Linked DNA regions of Anser cygnoides: region 1 is linked to region 2. The links are chromatin contacts, called in public Hi-C maps. All regions are on one chromosome and are shown on one strand. The core of a region is the stretch at or near the end of the contact, and the rest is flanking DNA. Distances in the headings are between cores, read along the strand shown. Region 1 holds the start of UBE4B (ubiquitination factor E4B). Region 2 holds the start of PEX14 (peroxisomal biogenesis factor 14).

The links. A called contact is a pair of places that touch in the nucleus more often than the background predicts.
Region 1: a Hi-C map of liver shows a contact between it and region 2, with 3 times the contacts expected there. The contact joins the promoter of UBE4B here to the promoter of PEX14 in region 2. A contact is called at or near these places in 3 of 7 Hi-C or Micro-C datasets (granulosa cells and liver).

What each region holds. Positions count from the first base shown.
Region 1 is chr23:4,052,704-4,059,904 of Taihu_goose_T2T_genome, forward strand. It overlaps UBE4B (ubiquitination factor E4B), which reads right to left and starts at 5,169. Exons shown (of 27, transcript XM_066982084.1): 1 at 4,872-5,169. The coding sequence starts at 4,895. LOC106044297 (a long non-coding RNA gene) reads left to right here and starts at 5,380. Exons shown (of 4, transcript XR_007164740.2): 1 at 5,380-5,718; 2 at 6,142-6,229.
Region 2 is chr23:3,885,870-3,892,895 of Taihu_goose_T2T_genome, forward strand. It overlaps PEX14 (peroxisomal biogenesis factor 14), which reads right to left and starts at 5,207. Exons shown (of 9, transcript XM_048067743.2): 1 at 4,740-5,207. The coding sequence starts at 5,207. DFFA (DNA fragmentation factor subunit alpha) reads left to right here and starts at 4,897. Exons shown (of 6, transcript XM_048067747.2): 1 at 4,897-4,987; 2 at 5,138-5,231; 3 at 6,940-7,026. The coding sequence starts at 5,216.

The DNA.
Region 1 (7,201 bases), core at 3,919-6,418, 170 kb after region 2:
GCAATATATCAGTTTTCATCTCTGCTCATAATCCCGAAGAACTGGCAAGCAAGTGAAAGAGTGAACAAAAGATTTGTGTCAAGTCAATGTCTATGCCACATCACTGCAGTCATTTAATGGTCTGTGAAATCTACCCCAAGAGGAAGAAGAACAGATCAAATTAAATCAGACTTCAAAAACTGTGGGAAAACAGTGTCTGGAACAACATCTCTACCATGAGTGCTGTCACCACATGAGTATGGAGGGCAGCTACAAAATAAATCCTTTTTTGTTGTTGTTGCTCTTTATACATTTTAATCATAGCGTTTTTCTATTTAACTCCTCCTCCTCGTTGAGCAAAACAGGAGAGCTTATTATTGCATAAACAGTTTAGTTTTGCCACAAGTAGAAGCTGTACATACTAGTGTCTCTCAAAAAGAAATGTAAAAAGTTATCTCAATTTCTCTCCACAATTGTTATCTGGAAGAAAAAAAATACCAAAGAATTCTCACTCCTCAGAGGCATACCTGAGAACACGTCAGCCACACATCCCCATATCTATTTTCCCTATTGCTGGGTCCAAATGAGTTGTTCCTAGCTAACAAAGCTGTGCTAAAATATAAAAAGTTAAACAACCTGAATTGAAATCCAATTAGGGGGCTGAATTAAAGTTTTAAAAGCTGTTTCTTCATCATTCACCTAATCCATAACGGTGTTTTTCAGACAGAGGAAGAGCAAGCAGGAATAGAGGGGGGGAAAATAGTACGATGCACAAACGCCCCCCGTATATGCACACAACCCTCCCTCCGCCCATATATGCAGAAGTGGCTGAAGGAGAAAAATGGAGTAATTATGCAGAGATCAAGAAAAATAAATGTGATGTGAAACTCTTCCCCAAGTGTTGATATTCTTTCTTGCTAGCCATTTCACTTCTAACATCAGAATTAGAACTGTAGGAGGAGAAAGGGGAACAGGCAAATATATTCAAATATTAATATTCATCAACTTATTTATCATTTATTCTCAAATACAGCCAAACCTTGATTACTCAAACAAGCTCATCTCCCTCACAAGGTATAATTTGCACAAATCCTCTTCATCATCTCCCAGCTTCAAGCAAATAATTGAGGTCCTCTGTGCCACTCAACATTTCTTCATCTACAGAGCTGGAGTAGATCAACACCAAAGTTACGTCAATAGCAGCTGCAATCAATGCTTTTGAAACAGGACACTGAGCCGGACCTTTTGCTGTTTGTTTGTCGCTCCGAGTCTATCAAGCAGGCACCTATCTTCTTTACGGACCTACACTGCAGATTGCAAACTGCCCTGAAGAAACTCTGAAAAAGGGCTGAGGTAACAGAGGAACCTGCATAGACACTGAGATGCTTTTAGATAAGATACTGCAATTAAAGCAATACAAGATTTTCCCTACCCGTTTAAGGATGACAGACAAATTATACTTACCCTTCCTACTGCTGAACAAATTAACATAAAAATATAAATACATTCTGAATATTTTTACACTGAAAGAGACAGATTTCATGAAGGAGGTTACATCTAACGATGGTTAAAAAAACAGATTTGGTTCCTAGATACCCAGAGTTACCATATTCCTCCAGGTTTACATAATATTTTCAAGGAAATCTGAAATTTGATTTGCAGATTAGAGACTTAAGTAAGAGAGGAAAAAAAGGGGGACTGAGAAACAAAGATATGATGCTCGAACGGGAAATCCGCAGGCTGAAAGAGAGGTCTGAGAAGACAACGTAAAACCGGTGCACACCTTCTACCCAATTAAGTCACTTGGGCCTGGAGACCAAGCAGCATCGAGATGGGGAAAGGAAGAGAGAATTTCTGCTCGGGGCACAACGTGGGGACTTGGAAGACGCAGCGTGTTTGTACGGTACTAGGCCCAAGCGAGGCCCCGACCTCCTGCCTCCTCACAACACAAAGACCATACGCTAGAATTGCGGGTTCAAAGTCAGTGACCTGGTTTCCTTTCGGGTTACATCACTATCCACATCACCACGAAGTAACACGTGTGTTTTTTTTATATTAAATATTTTGTTAGGGACATTTCGGGTACCTCGGTAATACCCAACCCTTGAGTTCAACAATAACTACTTGCAATAGCGACCTATAACAGGCTGTTACACGTCGTTAGGTTACCTAATAATGACAAGTTATTTGGGACCAATTACTACATGGGCATTCTTTGTTCCATAGCCTACCTTCCCTACAGAGAACAACTCCGTAATATACGCTTTAAAGGGTTAATGAAAAAATCTAATTGGTTGAATGGAAATGGGACATTGTTTTTTTAATTAGTACTGTTGTTGCTGGACACATCTGGACTGTGTCTCAGGATAGTATCTTCCAGAAATGCATTTTGGATCTTACTGGACTTATAAACAACTCTTAGCTGGGCACACTACAACAAAGATGTTAAAATAGTACCCTGCTAAAGACAGTCAAACAATAATTCAATTACACAGCAGACCAGTAAAGACACAAGCAAGAAGACTGGTCCCTCTGGTTCACGTTTATATTTATATATGTTTATATAAAATTTCCTGAGTCAACAACTGTTTCAGTAGCAACTGCTCAGTGAGATTTTAAGGAGAATTTTTATCCTTCCACAAGCACAGAGGAGTTCCGAATTTGTACATTAAGAGCTAATTTGAATGGATACCTTTATTGTCTTGCACCCTTTACAGCCTGTTAAAAGAGTTTAAAGAATGCTTCCTTTTCTGGGGATGCTGGTCATGGTCTACACTCAGAAAGCACAATGCTAAACTACTCAAAAATCATATGTAGATAGTAAAAGATGCTAAGTTCACATCATTCTTTCCCACTTTATGCCATGCTTTTTTCTATGCAGTCCCTATTCTCATTACATTATTTATCACTCATGTTAAATTTCATACACAGAAAAAGAATTTTCTCCCTGTCTAAAGATTTTACTATGGTCTGTAGTGAAAGACAACTTTACTGCTTTAATAAAGTAAACACCAAAAAAATTTCAGTGAGAGAAAAAGCAGTGGGAAGCATCTTCTTGAAGTTATAATACATTCTATAATCCCAAAGCCATTAATCAATTGCATCTCATCTCTCCTCTTTTAAAGTTAAAATCTGTTAACGTTATACTTAATTATGTTTCAATATAGGGATATAATCAACTTAAGTATTTTTTCCCCTTCAGCTAATGCCAGATAAGAAGTTTTTCAGATACAAGTCGCACATAAGATAGAAACATTTCTATTTTAGAAGGCTTTTTCTATGCAGTTCAACTCTGATGCAGGATCCACTGCATCAAATAACAGTAAATGGTGATGTGGTATTAAAATTGTCTTGGCTCTGTCTTTTCAATGAGGGGCCCATTAACAATAAAAAGTGACAGCACAACTCTCTTAAAATGCTACAAGATTAAGCTTGTCTCAAGCCATCACCTAAAAGATGAATCAGTTCTGGTCCTAGATGAATTGCACTAGAAGGACATGGGAAAACTCCAAGTCACTTGGGACAAACATTTTGCCAGAATAGGTGGATGACTCCCTACCAGAGAGCTCATTTTCTGCAACCTCAGTTCATAATGCAGCATTCTGAATGATGTCAGAGACTTGCAGAAGCAGTGACACAAACAAGCTTACACAGATTAAACAAGTCCGAAACCATAAAACACCTCATAATCAAGATGCAGTTTACAGGAATGATCAGAAGGATCACGAGTAAACAAAGCACTCATAAAATACAGCTATAAAATGAGAGATCCCTTTTGACGGCAGAAATGACAACACTAGCATCCTACCCGACTCTCCCCACCATCGGAACTGGGCTCCTTTTCTCAGTGCTTCCCTAGCATATAAAGACCTCATCGAATAAACAGCATGAAGCATTTCCTCCCAGTTCCTGCTGCAACGTAGCAGGATTGCTAAATCACGAGGCACAACATAATCAAAACATCTCAACTTGTTGGAATACAAACCTGAGTGATGGCAGTGGTCACCTTGATCTACAATCCAGCCATAACACACGGTACAGCACAAAAATAACTTCTTTTGATCTTCTCTGGAGTACGAGTATAGCAAGAAGCCTAGGCTGTAGCTGGTCTGATAAGCATGCATTACATACAATGCACTTTGATGTAAACCCATATTTTATGGAGGTGAGAGAAGAGTTGAAGATGCATATGAATTGGGCAGCATAGGAGGAAACTCCCTACATCCTGATCAACACCACGGCAGAATTCATTTGAGAATCCACCAACATGTAAGCAAGGCATAAGACCTTAGTCTATACTAAAAAAAAAAGGGGTGGGGGCACCCTTTTAAGGGAAGAAACTAGAAATAGTTTCATGTCTGATGCTGATCACAACACCTATGACTTTGAAGTGAAAGAATGAGAGGTTAAATTGAAAAAGAGCAAATCAGAAGGAAGCATCAGAAGATTGGCAAGCCTGTTTCAAGGCGAAACTATATTCAATATAAGACCCCCACACACCTTGCTGTTCAGCAAAGACCCCAAGAAAGCAATATTTTAAGCGTTGACTACATAAAAGATAGCGTATGTGCAATCATTTTTAAAATCACAGGCAGAAGACGCACACAACGCCCGTCGCTCAGCACAAAGACATCCTCCAGAGGAAGGCAAGCGGAAGGCGGGGGACGGGCAGCGGGCAGCAGAGCAGCAGCCCGACCCCATCCACAAGCCGAGGGGGCCCCGGACACGGGGAGGAGGCAGGGGGCAAAGGCACGGGGCTCCCGGCAGCACCCTCCGGGCACCGATCCCACCGGGATCTCCAAGACGGGAGCCGGGAAGAGCCAGCGGGGCTGCCCGGGGGGGGGGGGCGAAACCCACCCTCCCCACAGCCCCCCCCCCGGTCTCAGCCTCACCTCGTCCGCGCTCAGCTCCTCCATCGCCTTCCTCTTAATGGTGACCGCACCGAGGGCGCTTATCCTCCGCCCCGCCGCGGGGCAGCTCCGGGGGAGCGCTCTGCCGCCGCCGCCGCCTCTGCCCCCCGGGCCGCCTCACAAGGGCATCGCCGGAGCGGCCTCGCCTCGCTCCTCGCCTCGCCCGCCCGCAGCCCGCCCCAAAGCAGCCGCCGCCGCTGCCGCAGCCCCCGGTCCGCTCCCCCGCTGCTCGGCTGCTGCCGCCGCCGCCGGCCCAGGGGGAGCCGCCGCCGCCGCCGCCCCCCGCCCGCGCCCCTCAGCCCCGGCCCCCGCCCGCGCCGCGGCCGCTGCCCCGCGCAGGGATTATTCATCAAAACAACAGGGCGGCGGCCGCCATCTTGCGGCGGGATCACGTGAGGCCGCCGAGGGCAGCGGGCATGCCGGGCCCCGCGCGGCGCCGGCCAATGGCAGGGCCGGGAGGAGGCGGCGGGGAGCGCGGGGAGAGCGGGAGGGGCGGGGCCAAGCGGCGGCGAGTCGTGGCGGGCAGGGAGGGAGGGGAGGGGCCCGGCGGCGCCATGGCAACGGGGGGGGGGCGAGGGCGGTGCTGAGGGGTAGCGGCCGGGAGGGGTGGGCTTGAGGTGGGAGCGAGGGGCAGGGGGGAGATGTCCGCCTGCAGGGGCGTCGCCGATCGCCCACAGGAGGGAGAAGCCCCAGAGGGAGGTGAGGAGCCGCTGGCTGTGGTGGCGCTGCCCTCCAGTTGTGGGTCCCTTCCTGCCCCGCTCCTTGAAGACCCCGTCATGGGTTAGCCCGCCCCGCGCCTTGAAGGGCTTAGCCCGCTTCTCCGTGACCCGTAATTAAGCTTTTTGTCTAATCGTCACATTCGGTGTGATATCCCAAGGGAAAGCCGAAGCGCTGAGCACTCAATACTGGGCCTTACGCCTAACTTTTGTTTGAACCTGATGTATATTTTTCCCCTTCCTGTGGAAAAACATCTAGACATCTGCATCTAGTCACAGAATCACAGAATCATGCAGGTTGGAAAAGACTTCTGAGATCATCTAGTCCAACCTTTAACCTAGTGCTGAAGTCCACCATTAAACCGCACTGCTAAGCTCTACATCTACACAGGTCTTGAAGACCTCCATGATGACTCAACCACTTCCCTGGGCAGCCTATGCCAGTGCCGCACAATCCTTAAAAATTATATTTGTGTGGAAAATATTAATATTTTCTTTCGCTTTCTTTTCTTTCCCTGTCAAAAATCGTACTCCAGTTAGAGAACAAAGCGGCCAGGGGCTGTGCTGACTTGGGGTGAGTCGGATGTTTGCTTCGTGCTCCGTGTTACATCAGTTACAGGACAGGTAGGCGAAAAGAAAAGGGATTTGAAAAGTTGCTCTTTTGGAAGAGGACCAAAAAAAAAAAAAAAAGGGAGTTACATCAGCAGACTTGCCCGTAGGATGAACACTCACTAGTAATAAGATCTTAGTAGACAGCTCTGTGCCATGCCGTGTAGTTTGACTCAGCTGGTGAAAGAATCCCATAAAGGAAGGACAACAGGATATGAGACGGAAGCAAGCCAGTCAGTGTGAACAAGGAATCAAATTAAGACATATTTCCTTAAGTACCATGAATAATTATAAAGCAATACAATTGAACAGCTCTGGGTTTTTTTATCCATATATGAGGCAGATATCCTTGCTATTGTATTTCAGCACACACCTTTCTTAATTTGATAGGAGCTTTTTATTTTTTTGAATAAAAATGTTTTTTGATGACTTAACCAAGTTGCCCGGAATGGAGAACAAGTTCTCTTGTAAATAATTGGATCATAATATATACTGCTGGTCTTTTTGTTGAACACCTACCTATCCTTACGATTGATTTTAGATTATGTTTTATCTCGTGTTTCTTCATCTTCTTGGGACAATGTTTAATTTTGTTATATTTTATTGTTTGGAGTTGGAGCTGTAATCTAAAACACTTGCTAGTTTGTTCTTACACTAAATTAGTCCAGTTTATTCCATATAGTAAGTACACAGAACATTATCCAAGAAAATGACTACGGGACTACACACAAATGTATGTCTTAAAACACAATTTTTAAATATACGCTTCTGAGTGAAAATTAGTAACCTTGATGGTGCTTCTGTTGCTGTCATGGTGACACCATGTCATGGTCATATACCACCTGTATAACTAACTTTTTTCTTTTCATATAATCTTTAAAGAAACTGTTTTACAGAGTGTGAATTCTGGCTTTTCTTTTGAATGTTTGTTGTCTATTTTGATTGTAAAATCCAGAAGGCAACACATATCCTTCAATTCATCCACCT
Region 2 (7,026 bases), core at 3,957-6,456:
CCACTGCAAATATCAGCTTCAACGCCATACTGGAAGTCCCACTGCCTGCTGTAGAGGAGGCAACGTTGTGTGATAGCAAGAAAAGGGCACTTCTCTCTTCAGGCTTGTCACTGGCTTCCTATTTTTATACGCACGGTGCATCTGCTTTCAAATCTTTTACAGCTGGATGAAAAAAAATAACGAATAGTCTCAAGCTTGCTCCACCGCTCCAAAAATGTGGAAAACATATGAGAATCAAAACTAGAATATGGCTTGCAGGATTTATTAGTAAGTTAGTTGAGCCTCTTTAGGTTGTGGATAAACTTCTTTGGTACACATGCTCTACTTTGTTTCTTTAGTCATATCCCAGGACTAACACAGGTATCTTCCTACGGCGAATACTCCGAAATATTTGTGCCTGATTAACAGCACACTGAGGTTAAGGAAAAGATTCTCATCAAATTCAGTTAGTACAGGGTCAGAGCTGCTGAGACAAGGCAGCCAAAGTGTAGCACAAATAAAATTCCTGTTGAATACTTCAAAAAACTACTGAGAGCTGGTAACTACTATTTCCATGGAATTACTCCATCAAGATACCCGTGTTAAGTGTTGAGTTTTCTATGAATATGCATATTTTGCTATCTGTAGCGTGTTTCAAGGAAAATTCAAAGCATTTTAACTACTTAAGCTGACTTTGCAAAGAATTGTGAGGAGCAAACAGCGAAGTCGCAAAGCCACAAAGAAAGAAACCATTTCCCTGCACTGCCCACCACAGAATTCACATCCTCAGAAAGTTCCCAGAGCCTCCAATGCACAAGAGCTTGTATGTTCTGCCCTAAGGAGCTGCCGTAGTGTTTATGGACTGTCACACACAATATTTAGCCAACCTGGGACACTGCCCAAAGAGCGTCTGGAATGAAGGCAGGTTACTGTTAGAAAACATGTATTATGTGGATGGGTAAGAGTCTTGATCCTTAAAACACCTACTCAGAAATACTGGTGCGTGTGTAAGCAGCCTGTTGACATATTTGATTAGTCGGCTAACTTATGGCACAACACTTTAAATGGGATCTGCATTTTCCTTCCAGCAAGACTTCCAAGCACAGCACATACTGTAACAGCGAAGGAAGCTTCTTGTAAGGCAGGAGTCAGCAGCCCTCTGGAACATGGTGGCTCTGACACAAGTCAGGGAAGAATCCATCCATTCCATGTGCAAGCTGCTCATTAGCCTGTATTTAACGCAACAATGGATATCCAGTCCAGAGACCTAATATCCTATATCACAAACCATCTTTTAAGATGAACACAGCAGAGAATCCTGAGGCTAAACACTTGAGCAAGAGGGAAGGAAAAAATCCCCTATATATTGGCTAACAATGCAACCTGAGAAGTCTCTGGAGCAAGAAATCAGGCATCTTTCAACATCTTTGTTGATAATCTTTAATTAATCTCCTTACACGAAGGCAAAATGCAGCTAGATGGCAGACTCAGCCCAAGGTGTGCATAATGAAGCTTCAGAAAGCAAACAATTAAGATTTGGGCCTTTGTATTCCTCTTGCTTCCCCACTAAATGACAAGTAAGAGCATCAACAAGCATAGAAGGTGTTAGAACACCAACGCATTCCGTTCACGTTGTCACCTCTCCTTTCTCAGTCTCTCACGTGACATTTACATGCAGTCTGTCTACAGCAAAGAGAGCCTTGCAATGTTATGAAACAAACAGAACAATTCCACACGCGGAATCCACTCTTCCCTGCCTCAACGGCTGCACTACCGTTTTGGTACCAAGTCCAATTCAAGCCATTGACTGTAACAACTTGAGGCCTTTTATGACTCACACCAACTCGCCACACGCTGACTTCCAGGCTACAGGATTCCTCCTTCTGCGCATAATTAGATGGATAATTAAGTATCATTTTGTGTCCCAAACTAAACAGCTTTGAAAGTTTAGACACAGTTATCTAAACCAAGTGCTAAATAACACACACACAAAAAAAAAAAAAAGCTTTCTCTAACACTGGGATTCAAAGTTACATGCAATACCGAGGAACTGGGCTGCTGGCTGGCTGAGCCAACAAAACTCTCCAAATATACTGTCAAGGTACTCAGCACCAAAGAAATATTGATAGCCAGGAAAAACCAGTAACTGGTTACTCTGTTCACAGGCCATACTCTCCTCTTGCTCTTCCCTTACTTTTATTATTACGAAGAGTCACAGGGAGATGGGCTCTCTTCTTTTGTTTCTTTTTAGCAAAGACATTGTTAAAAGACCTACGGAACACGATTTCTAACCAAAATGAATTATTTTAAAATCTCTGGTAGAAATGTTTATTGCCTTTGGAATATAATTCTATGTCAATGATCTCATTTGAGCTACAACACCACCCCCCACAACGCTTGAAGCAATATATTAATTCATGAGAATGAGAAAATGAAACTAAGTAAAACAGACAGTAAGCCAAAAGATATCTGACACTCCCTTTGCAGCATCTAAACTAACTAGATTTGTAACAGAAAATGACACGAGCCAAACATAAACATGTTGAGCAAATCGCTGCTACTACTCATAGCCTTATGTTGAATGCTTGATAATAAATAAACAAGTATCTTCAGTGGTGGAAAGTAAATATTTCCTTTAAGTTCTTTAAACATTTAGAGTGCAATAAGGACAACTTTTTGCATACCACTGTCAAAATTGCAGTGGCCGCTTAAGAGTAGCGGCATTTACATTCTGATAGACTCATAAAAGACACTGTCATTATTCTGTTTTATTCCAAAACTGTGCCCTTAGTAATTCATCTCCTGGGCAATATACCCTTTACTTGCAGATTACACCCCTTTTTTCTAGCCAAACTTGCAAGATTCTCTCAAATCCTACCCAAGTCGACAGAATTTGAGAGTACTGAACAGTTCTCACCACAGATCTGGAGCAGCCTTGGTGAGCTGTGTCTCACATGAGCACACAACGTGGGGAAGGAAGAATTCAACAGAGAATCAGGGCTGCTCCTGGCATGTGGGAAGGGGCGCCGACAGGCATGGCCACCCTTCAGCCAAACATAGCTGTTTCCTCCCACACCTGAAGCAAGGCAAATGTGCGCCTTAATCCAGCTCTGCCGCTAAGTCCTGACAGGCCAGGAGCCAAACGGGGCACAAATAATTGGCTCTTGCTGGAGAATCCAGTGGTTTTGCATACAATGTGACACATTCCAGCAAGGATGCAGTTAATTGACCATTTTCCCCTATGGTGGCTTCAGATTGTCTCCCTCCTCAGAGCTGCCAGACACAAATGTCTCTGTGGTGAAAAGTTCCTTTCCACCAGCCTGTATCCAAAATGCAAACAAGCCTGGAGGTAAAGCAACACTAAAGAACTATAAAACAAAAACGGAAAGGGTGCAATGGGAGGATACTGAATCCAAACTCATGAGAACCCTAAAGTTTCTCAGCAGTCACATTTGCCCATTAACCAGGTTTCTTTATCTAAACCTGCAGCCAGCTGCCTCATGGACTGCCCAGTGGCTCACAGATCTGTCTTGGGTTGTTTCAGGTTTCCTCCTGCTGAAGGCATTCGCTCCGAGCACGAGGAATGGATTGCAGTGCCTGCACCTCAAGCTGCTGTTGATGAAAGAACACAGCCAAAGCAAAACTGCCCAGCAAGCCTGCCGCCAGTTTGGCAAGAGGGCCTTTCACAACCTAGGAGATTTGTACTGATTAGTCAGAGCACATGCTTTATGTAACGTATTGCTATCGCAGTTTAGTTCAACATCGGTTCCTACAAACTCAACCAGTCCCAAATAAAAGTATCAGCAGAGAGGTGCGTAGCGTTTAAGTCAAATCAGGATAGATTTGAGCGATTGCACAAGAAAGCGTAGCAGACTTCGCTCTGTTTTCCTCCCTCCTGCTGAACAGCCAGACCTTTCATCTCCCGCCTGCTGCAGAACAAGGCCCTGCTGCAGCCACCTCGGGGGTGATTTTACAGATTTCCACGGGTGCCACACGTTCAGGAGTCTGTCAGGGATACTGGTGGGATGGGGAAGGCGCCGGGTCACTAAACTGGGGTCAGCTGAGTTTGCAGCGGGCCCGAAGTTACACTGGGCCATCAGCAAGCCAGCACAGCTGGTTGGAAACCCATGCTCTCATTTCCCTCTGATTCCCCATTCACTTCAGGTCCTAATTTACAGAATCATGATATTCTCAGTGTGTTTCTTGAGCACGCACCCGTGCCAGCGAACCCACATCTCCTTCACCCTCCACACTCGGTTTGTGACAAGGTTTGCGCTGCATCTGTCACCGCGCTGCCCTTTTATGCAGGGATCTCGGAGACTCAAAGATCTTCTGAACCTGGAGGTGTCTTCCGGCCTTTTTACGACTCTGTGACTCTGAGACCTTCCCCTCTCGCCGTTTCAAGGCAGAACCACAACCATTTCACCCAACTAGCGCTGCCCACCTCCAACCCAGCTGCCCCCCGAGCTGCCTGCTTTCCCTGCCCGTGTTTTGGGGGGATTTTGGTGGGTTTTTTTTCCCCCCTTTTCCCTATCCAGACGCCGTTCCCCACACACCCGGGGGGGGGGGTCGGCGCCTCCTCAGCAGCGACCGTTGGGGGGGGGGAGGAGGGCGCCGGGGTCGCGTGAAGGGGGGGGGGGGGGGCGGCGAGGCCCGGGGCCCTGCCCACGATCGTTCCCCGGCGGCAGCGCCCAGGCCCCGGCCCCGGCCCGCCCCCGGGCGGCGGAGCGCGGCGGGCAGAGAGCGCCGGCCCCGCGTACCTGGCTGGGCTGCTCCGCTTGCTCCGAGGAGGCCATCTTGCCAGGCCCGGCTAATCCATCCCCGCCCAGCCGGCGGCACAGCCCGCCCCGCCGCCAGGCGGAACTACACGTCCCGGCGTGCCCAGGGACCGTGAGGGAGGGGAGCCCGGCCATGGCGGCGCGGCCGAAGAGCTGCCTGGTGCGGCGGGGCGGCGGGCGAAGGCAGCACGGCCTGGCCGCCTCCTGCCTGCGGGAGCTGCGCCAGAAAGGTGAGGGGGCAGCGGCGGGGCCGCTCCTCAGGCGGCGGGGACGCCCCCGGGGCGCTGCCCGGCCCGGCGGTGAGGTAACGGGGCTGCGCGTCCCCGTGGTTGTCACGCAAAATGTTTTCTTTTTGGGGTTTTCTTTCTTCTCTCCCTCAGCCAGCGGCGTCCTGGCCATCGATAAAGCCGCGGAGCCCATCACCATCGTGCTGGCGGAGGACGGCACCATCGTGGACGATGAGGATTACTTCAGGTGCCTGCCCCCCAACACCAAGTTCGTGGCGCTGGCTAAGGACGAGAAGTGGGGCGGGAGGAGCCCAGGTACCGGGGGCACGGGGCGGGGGTGTGGGGTGCGCTCCCCGAGCTGCAAGTGCTCCTAATACTAGTTCAGGAACGGGACCAGCAATTGGTTTAAACTGGAACGTAGGAGGTTCTGCTTAAATATGAGACAAAACTTTTTTATGGTGAGGGTGACAGAGCACTGGAACAGGCTGCCCGGGGGGGTGTGGAGTCTCCTTCTCTAGAGACTTTCAAAACCCGCCTGGATGCATTCCTGTGTGACCTGATCTAGGTGTTCCTGCTCCGGCAGGGGGATTGGACTAGTGATTTTTTTGGACTTCAGCAAGGCTTTTGACACGGTTTCCCATAGGATCCTACTGGACAAAATGTCCACCATACAGCTAAATAAAAACATCATACGATGGGTGAGCAATTGGCTAACGGGCAGGGCCCAAAGGGTTATGGTAAATGGGGCTGCGTCAGGCTGGCGGGCGGTCACCAGTGGTGTCCCTCAAGGCTCCATTTTAGGGCCGGTACTTTTCAATATTTTTATAAACGATCTGGATGTAGGAATAGAAGGTATTTTGAGCAAGTTTGCTGATGACACCAAACTTGGAGGAGTTGTGGACTCGAATGAGGGTGGAAAGGCCTTGCAGAGGGATCTGGATAGGTTGGAGAGCTGGGCGATCACCAACCGCATGAAGTTCAATAAGAGCAAGTGCCGGGTCCTGCACCTGGGACGGGGAAACCCTGGCTGCACATACAGACTGGGCGATGAGACGCTAGAGAGCAGCCTAGAAGAGAGGGATCTGGGGGTCGTGGTTGACAGCAAGTTGAATATGAGCCAGCAGTGTGCCCTGGCGGCCAGGAGGGCCAACCGTGTCCTGGGGTGCATCAAGCACGGCATCGCTAGTAGGTCAAGGGAGGTGATTGTCCCGCTCTACTCTGCGCTGGTGCGGCCTCACCTCGAGTACTGTGTGCAGTTCTGGGCACCACAGTATAAAAAGGACATGAAACTGTTGGAGAGTGTCCAGAGGAGGGCTACGAAGATGGTGAAAGGCCTGGAGGGGAAGACGTACGAGGAACGGCTGAGGTCACTGGGCCTGTTCAGCCTGGAGAAGAGGAGGCTGAGGGGAGACCTCATCACAGTCTACAACTTCCTCGTAAGGGGGTGTCGAGAGGCAGGAGACCTTTTCTCCATTAACAGCAGTGACAGGACCCGCGGGAACGGGGTTAAGCTGAGGCAGGGGAAATTTAGGCTCGACATCAGGAGGGGGTTCTTCACAGAGAGGGTGGTTGCACACTGGAACAGGCTCCCCAGGGAAGTGGTCACTGCACCGAGCCTGTCTGAATTTAAGAAGAGATTGGACTGTGCACTTAGTCACATGGTCTGAACTTTTGGGTAGACCTGTGCGGTATCAAGAGTTGGACTTGATGATCCTTAAGGGTCCCTTCCAACTCAGGATATTCTATGATTCTATGATTCTATGATCTTTCAAGGTCCCTTCCCATCCCTAACATGCTGTGATTCTGAGAAGTGGGAGTAACAGACCTCACTCTGCCATTTTGACGCCAATCAAAATACCCTAAACAGTGTCACACAGCTTCCACCACAAAGTCATGACTCTTTCGTCTGTATTGGTTACTTGTGTTTTCGTCTTTTCGCGGATGACCCGTGTCAGATGGCGGAACAACCTGGCTCTCAGATGTGGATGAAGTGGACAGTGCTGCAGAGAAGTGGAAGCAGCTGGCCAGGCAGCTGAAGGATG